2 separate regions of the Macaca mulatta genome follow, and region 2 is linked to region 1. The links are chromatin contacts, called in public Hi-C maps. All regions are on one chromosome and are shown on one strand. The core of a region is the stretch at or near the end of the contact, and the rest is flanking DNA. Distances in the headings are between cores, read along the strand shown.

What was found. A called contact is a pair of places that touch in the nucleus more often than the background predicts.
Region 2: a contact with region 1 is called in a Hi-C map of fetal cortex germinal zone, with 3 times the contacts expected there. The contact joins two enhancer-like sites. A contact is called at or near these places in 7 of 14 Hi-C or Micro-C datasets (CD4 T cells, blood, fetal cortex germinal zone and 3 more).

Annotation. Positions count from the first base shown.
Region 1 is chr11:2,488,835-2,491,611 of T2T-MMU8v2.0, reverse strand. It overlaps WNT5B (Wnt family member 5B), which reads right to left. Exons shown (of 5, transcript XM_077953265.1): 5 at 1-269. Among named protein-coding and RNA genes, the nearest start is that of FBXL14, 55 kb to the right of the region's middle. Within about 2 kb of position 1,356, at least 8 of the 40 cell types and tissues checked have an H3K27ac peak or open chromatin away from gene starts, as enhancers often do. A contact at or near this core is called in fetal cortex germinal zone, where this site is marked.
Region 2 is chr11:2,656,982-2,659,720 of T2T-MMU8v2.0, reverse strand. CACNA2D4 (calcium voltage-gated channel auxiliary subunit alpha2delta 4) reads left to right here. Exons shown (of 36, transcript XM_077953269.1): 33 at 1,151-1,268. Among named protein-coding and RNA genes, the nearest start is that of LRTM2, 31 kb to the left of the region's middle. Within about 2 kb of position 1,295, at least 22 of the 40 cell types and tissues checked have an H3K27ac peak or open chromatin away from gene starts, as enhancers often do. A contact at or near this core is called in fetal cortex germinal zone, where this site is marked.

The sequences.
Region 1 (2,777 bases), core at 107-2,606:
AGGGAGCCCGTGCTCTCATTGCGCAGGCAGTAGTCAGGGCTGGGGTCCACGTAGACCAGGTCCTCCGGGGTGGGCTGGGTGAAGCGGCTGTTGACCAGCTCCAGCCGGCCCTTGCGGGTGACGCGCATGGCGGCCGCACTGTCGTACTTCTCCTTCAGCCGGTCCCCCACCTTGCGGAACTCGGCCAGCTGTAGCCAGCAGGTCTTGAGGCTGCAGGACCCCGAGACGCCGTGGCATTTGCAGGCTACGTCTGCCATCTTATACACAGCCTAGGGGAGGAGAAAGAAGGGAGTAAAAAGGAGGATCCCGGCAGAAGAGGCCCAGAGGGTGGCTGGGGTAGTCACAGGCCTCGGACACAGGAGGGGCAGGTAGGGTATGGGGAGAGATAGCTTTTCAAATGCATGCAAAGATCCTTCCAGGGTGCTCGGGTGCTCAGAGGGAAAACATGAAAGGGGCGCCACAGAAAATAACACCGGGGAGGCAAGGCAACCTGTTCCTATCAGCCAAGAGGATGGCACCGAGGCACTTTCACTCTCTACTCTATCAGTTTCTCATTCTTCAAAACCTGTTACAATCAATGCATCCTTTTCACAATCGGAAAACAAAGATATCTCCGTCTTGATCAAAGCCTCAAACAAATAAATAATATCCAACAAAATACAGCCAGGCACTGTGGCTAGTGCCTGTAGTCCCAGCTACTGGGGAGGCCAAGGAAGGAGGATCACTTGAGCCCAGGAATTTGAGGATGCAGCAAGCTATGACTGTGCCACTGCACTCCAGCCTGGGCAACAGGGCAAGACTCCATCTCTAGAAACAAAGCAAAACACAACAAAACAACAAAATGTGTCGAGCTTTTGCATGATAGGAGCACAAGTCAGAAAAAAGAATCCAGTTGTATCACAAGCCTATCACAGAAATCCCTGGCATAGCCCTGGTTAGCCCAAAACTCTCCCTGATCTTGTCAAATACCCTGAGAATTAAATGGCCCCTTTCCCCATGTTGCCACGTGGTCACTAGCTCCATGGAGTCATCAGGAGTCTTGCCATACGCCATCCATTTGTAAGCAAGACCACTTGTCTTCCTCTCTAGCAGCCCCCAGACCCCCCAGGAGAGGCGGAGTGACACAGTGAGGCAACGTGCAAGGGAACTGCAAGTGGCTGGGCCTGCCTGCGGGAGCACTTTGTCGAAAACAAGTCTAACCCAGAAGTCACAGAACATCGCAACGTGGAGTAGATGCGAACTTGAGTTATCCCAAATCAAAACGTAAAAGCAAGAGCAGACCAGAAAGCTGCGTACAAAGTGCTTTCAACGGCAGCACACGGACGCACCATGGCAACCAACCCTGGCAGCAGGCCCAGGCGTGCAGACGGCGGGATGAAAACGCAAGCCGGCTGCAGACCATTTTCTTATGCACAGCCATTGTCACCAACTGAGTCAGGACTCATTTTTCAAGGGTTTCTCTTAGATTTCTTTTCAAGAGCCCCCAGATCGTGTCTTTATTCAGAGCTAAGCAGAGACCACTGCAGGTGCAAGAGACAGCGCAGCCATCATCAGTGCATGCGACTGTTGTCAAAAGTCTTCCTGAGTTTTTTCCGGGACGGAATTATTCCCACTATTTTATGGTGGAAAAACTGAAGCTCTAGAGAGGCTCACTAACCTCCAAGGCCACCCAGAAAGGAGTCAGAACAACAAGCACTTATCCACTCCCATCTTGGGGCTCAAAGTTGGCTGAGAGCAGAGGAGGAAGGAAAGGAAGGCTCTTCCCAAGGTGAAAGGCACCAGCACTTAGCCGGGCAGCTCCAGGTCCAAGACATAAAGGAACTGACACCCTATTCCCACAGACACTTCAAAGACGGGGCCTGCAATTACCCTTCCGGCGCAAATGCCCTGGGTCTGAGCTGCAGCCTGACATTCCTCTGGAAATGGTCCTTGGTTTAGAGAGGGATGACAGGCGTCTGGCATTGCTGAGAGAAGGAAACATTAAGGGTTGGAAACTGCGCACCTTGTTGCTTAGCAGCTCAGGGCACGGATAAGCATCTCTCGCAGGGCAAACAGACAGAGTTGGGGAAGGAGAGTCGGAGCAAGACTCTGGAGGGCAAGGAGCAGAATTTTAGGAAAACAAATCCAAGAGGAAGCGCACCAGTTTAAACACCCCCTCCATCCTTTCCCTAATTCAAAGATGTTGTAGAGATAGGAATATCTGCAATGTTTTTCATATTTTACTATTGATATATATATATCAACATATATATATACACACACACAAGCTCCTTTTGTAGGCGATAGGGGGAAATGCCAATTTTCAGCCCAGACTGCTAACTCAAAAAGCCAAAAAAAAAAAAAGCTTTAAAAAATATTTTAGTTCTACAATTTGTCCCTGGAAAAGCCCTCTCAGCTCCTCTTCCACTTCTATCTAATGGTGTGTTGAGCCTGGTGACAGACAGGAATGTCACAGGATTAGGCACCAGGCTTTTATCTGGAAAATGCTTACAAACCCTTCAGTGGCAGAACAACATCAGCCGCGGGTGCTGTCGCCACTGTCTAAGAAGGAGCTATCAGATGCTCTTGCAGGCCAGGAGAAACTTCTGGCAAAGGAGCTTAAGATTGACTCTGTGTCAAGACGTCAGATCCTGGATAATCTTTTCTTCTTTTTAATCTGGTTCTAAAATACTTGTCTATTTTCCATCCCAGCCATCACTCAGTCCTTGCCGGAGAACTTTGTGTGTCGGTGTGAGGAGGCAGGCAGTGAATACCTCCGGCCTCAGATGATGACTGAT
Region 2 (2,739 bases), core at 46-2,545, 170 kb before region 1:
CCAGGTGTCAGTGTCCTCAGTGAAGGAGCACTGGACTTGGAGTCCCAGGCCGGGGTGTAGGTGCTGCAGCCCCCTCCACTGCGTGACCTTGGGGATGCCACTCAACCCTGCCGCTGTCAGGCCTCTGTGCCCAGCCCTGGGGACAAAACTCACAGCCCAGCCGCTGTGGGCTTGCTCGTCTCAGTGAGGGTTTTCCGCGTGCCAGCCGGTGTCCGCTCTGGGTTTCGAACTCTGGCTGGAAGTTTCTGGGTCTGGAAGTTGAGGAGACCCATGCTCTCCTGTAGGACCCCACATGAGCCTGGAAAGGTAGCTCACACTTGTGGCCCCCACCTCTAGGTCTATCCTTGGGGGCCACAGCCGGGCCCTGAGAACAGAAGGGCCACGCAGAGAGCCTTGGGAGGAACAGGAGCGCTGGGCACAGTCCTCGCCTGTGCGGTGGGGCCCTGCTCTGCCATGTGCCCACCTCAGGAGGCTCCAGGAGCAAACAGACTTGGGTCCCCCAGAGCGGGGCTGAGGCACTCGCCTCTGCCTTCGGTTGAGTCCACTGTCCTTGTCCCAGGGAGCTAGGGCAAATCGCACTGCCCCCAAGGAGCCCCGCGCCAGGCGGCTGTGCCTTCTGGGCTTTGGTAGCCCCAGGCCTGGAGCCCACCTGCCCGGCTGCCCCCACCCCAGGCCCTCAGGTGGGCCTGGCTATGCGGGAGAGGAGGGCAGGATTGCCCAGGAACAGCGCTAGGTGTGTCCACAGTGAGGGGAGGGGTGGTGGGCCTAAGTACCCCCAAACCACCCCTTGGTGCCCCTACTGCTTCTGCTCCCCGCTCAGACCCTCCCCGGATCTGAGTGCTGGAAGGAGCCCTGGAGATGGTGCACCGCCCCCAGCTCACAGCCAGAGCCAGGCTCCCAGAGAGCAAGCGCTTTCCCTCCACCAAGACACAGGGCCCCGCGGCGCTCCCCGTGTGAAGCCGCTCTCCGTGCCTTCCCCTCCCTTCACCCCCACCGGCTCCTCCACACGTGTACCGAGAACCGCCTGAGGAGGGGCCACCTGCAGATGGACTGGGGGGAACTCTGGCCCTGGGAAGGCTGAGGCGAGGTCACCCCAGGCCATGCCCTCCGAGGCCCCTTTGGCGGCCTGATGTCCCTTCTCTGCTCGCAGCCCACAAACAAAAGAAGCAGGACCAGCTGCAGCCGTGCGACACCGAGTACCCCGTGTTCGTGTACCAGCCGGCCATCCGGGAGGCCAACGGGATCATCGAGTGCGGGCCCTGCCAGAAGTGAGGCCGCAGGGCGGCGCCGCCCGTCCCGCCACGCCCCTCCCTCCCTCGCGAGACGGAAGCCGGGGCAGGGCCTGGGAGGAGGGGGAGCTTCTAGCGCGAGCCACGCTGCCGGGGTCTTCCCGCGCCGCCCTCCGTGCAGGAGACGCAGGAGGCGGAAGGTCTGCGGCGGGCGGGACGCTGGGGGCCGGGACAGCCGGGGGCGCTGCCGTAGGGGAGCGGGGAGAGGCGGCGAGGCCAGACCCCGTGTGGCGAGCCCGCCCCACCCCACCCCACCCCGCCGAGGCCGCGGCGTCCCTGGGCGAGGGGGCCTTCAGCGGGTCTCCCTCACCCCTGCTCGGGCACAGGCCGGGGCCAGGGCTGAGCTGCACCGGGAGCACTTGGAAGGCAGAGGGAGGTGCGAGAAGAGAAGCCGGAAAGTGTGCGATGTCCTGGGCCGCTGGGAGCCTTGGGAGGAAGCGGAGCGCTGGGCACAGTCCCCGCCTGGATGGCGCGGCCCTGCTCTGCCATGTGCCCATCTCTGCCATGCGCCCATCTCAGGAGGCTCCAGGAGGGAACCGACTTGGGTCCCCCAGCGCGCGGACAGCAGCCCGGCCAGGCTTCCTGCTGTGTGGACGCCGCTAGTTACAACCCGCCCTGGCCCGGGGAGGCCGGGAGGCCGGACGGAAGGGTCTCTCGTGCTGACCCCCGCCGCCGAGCCCGGGAGGACCCCACCCCGGGAACGCAGCGGCCTCCTCGAGGGTCGCCTCGGCCAGACCCCCCGGCCGTGGCACCCCATTGAACAGTGCGGCCCCCGCGGCGCTGGCATGGGGGCTCCCTTCCCCCTCCCTGCGCGTCTTGCCGCGCGGGTGTCACCCCGGGTTCCGTGCAGGGTTGAGGGTTGAGATGCGCGTCCCCTGTGCACTAGTCTCCAGGGCTCGGTGCCAGGATAGAGCCGCGGTCTCGGAGTGAAGCGAGGGCCTCAGATAGACCTGAGTTTAAAACGGGCTCTGCTCTTCCTGGCTCCGGACCGTGGGCCAGTGACTTCGCCTGCTCTAGTCTCCGTTTGCTCATCTACAAAATGGGCACAATAGCAGCCTCTTGGAGAGCCGTGAAGGCTTAGCGTGTACACGGCTGCGGTGTGCACGTGTGGACGTGGGAGACCCCCGTCCCGGCGGAGGGCTCGGCAGGCGGCCGCTGGGACTGCTGGGAAGGCCGTGGGCCCGGTGGGCGGGCCCCGCCCCACTCCCGCCACTCCTCGCGGGGCGGCCTCGCCGAGCGCGGGACCACCGCGCCACCTGGTGGCCAAGCCCCAGCACTGCCGCCTCGCCCAGGCCTGCCCCCGCCACCCTCACCCAAAGCAAGCGTGGCCGCCCCTCCCGTTTGCTCTGGATGGTCTTGATTGACGCCTGTTGTCCCTGCATGTATTAATAACAACTCTGCACTCTCCAAAGCGGCCCGGTTTGGACTTCCTCACTTTCTCCAATCTGCT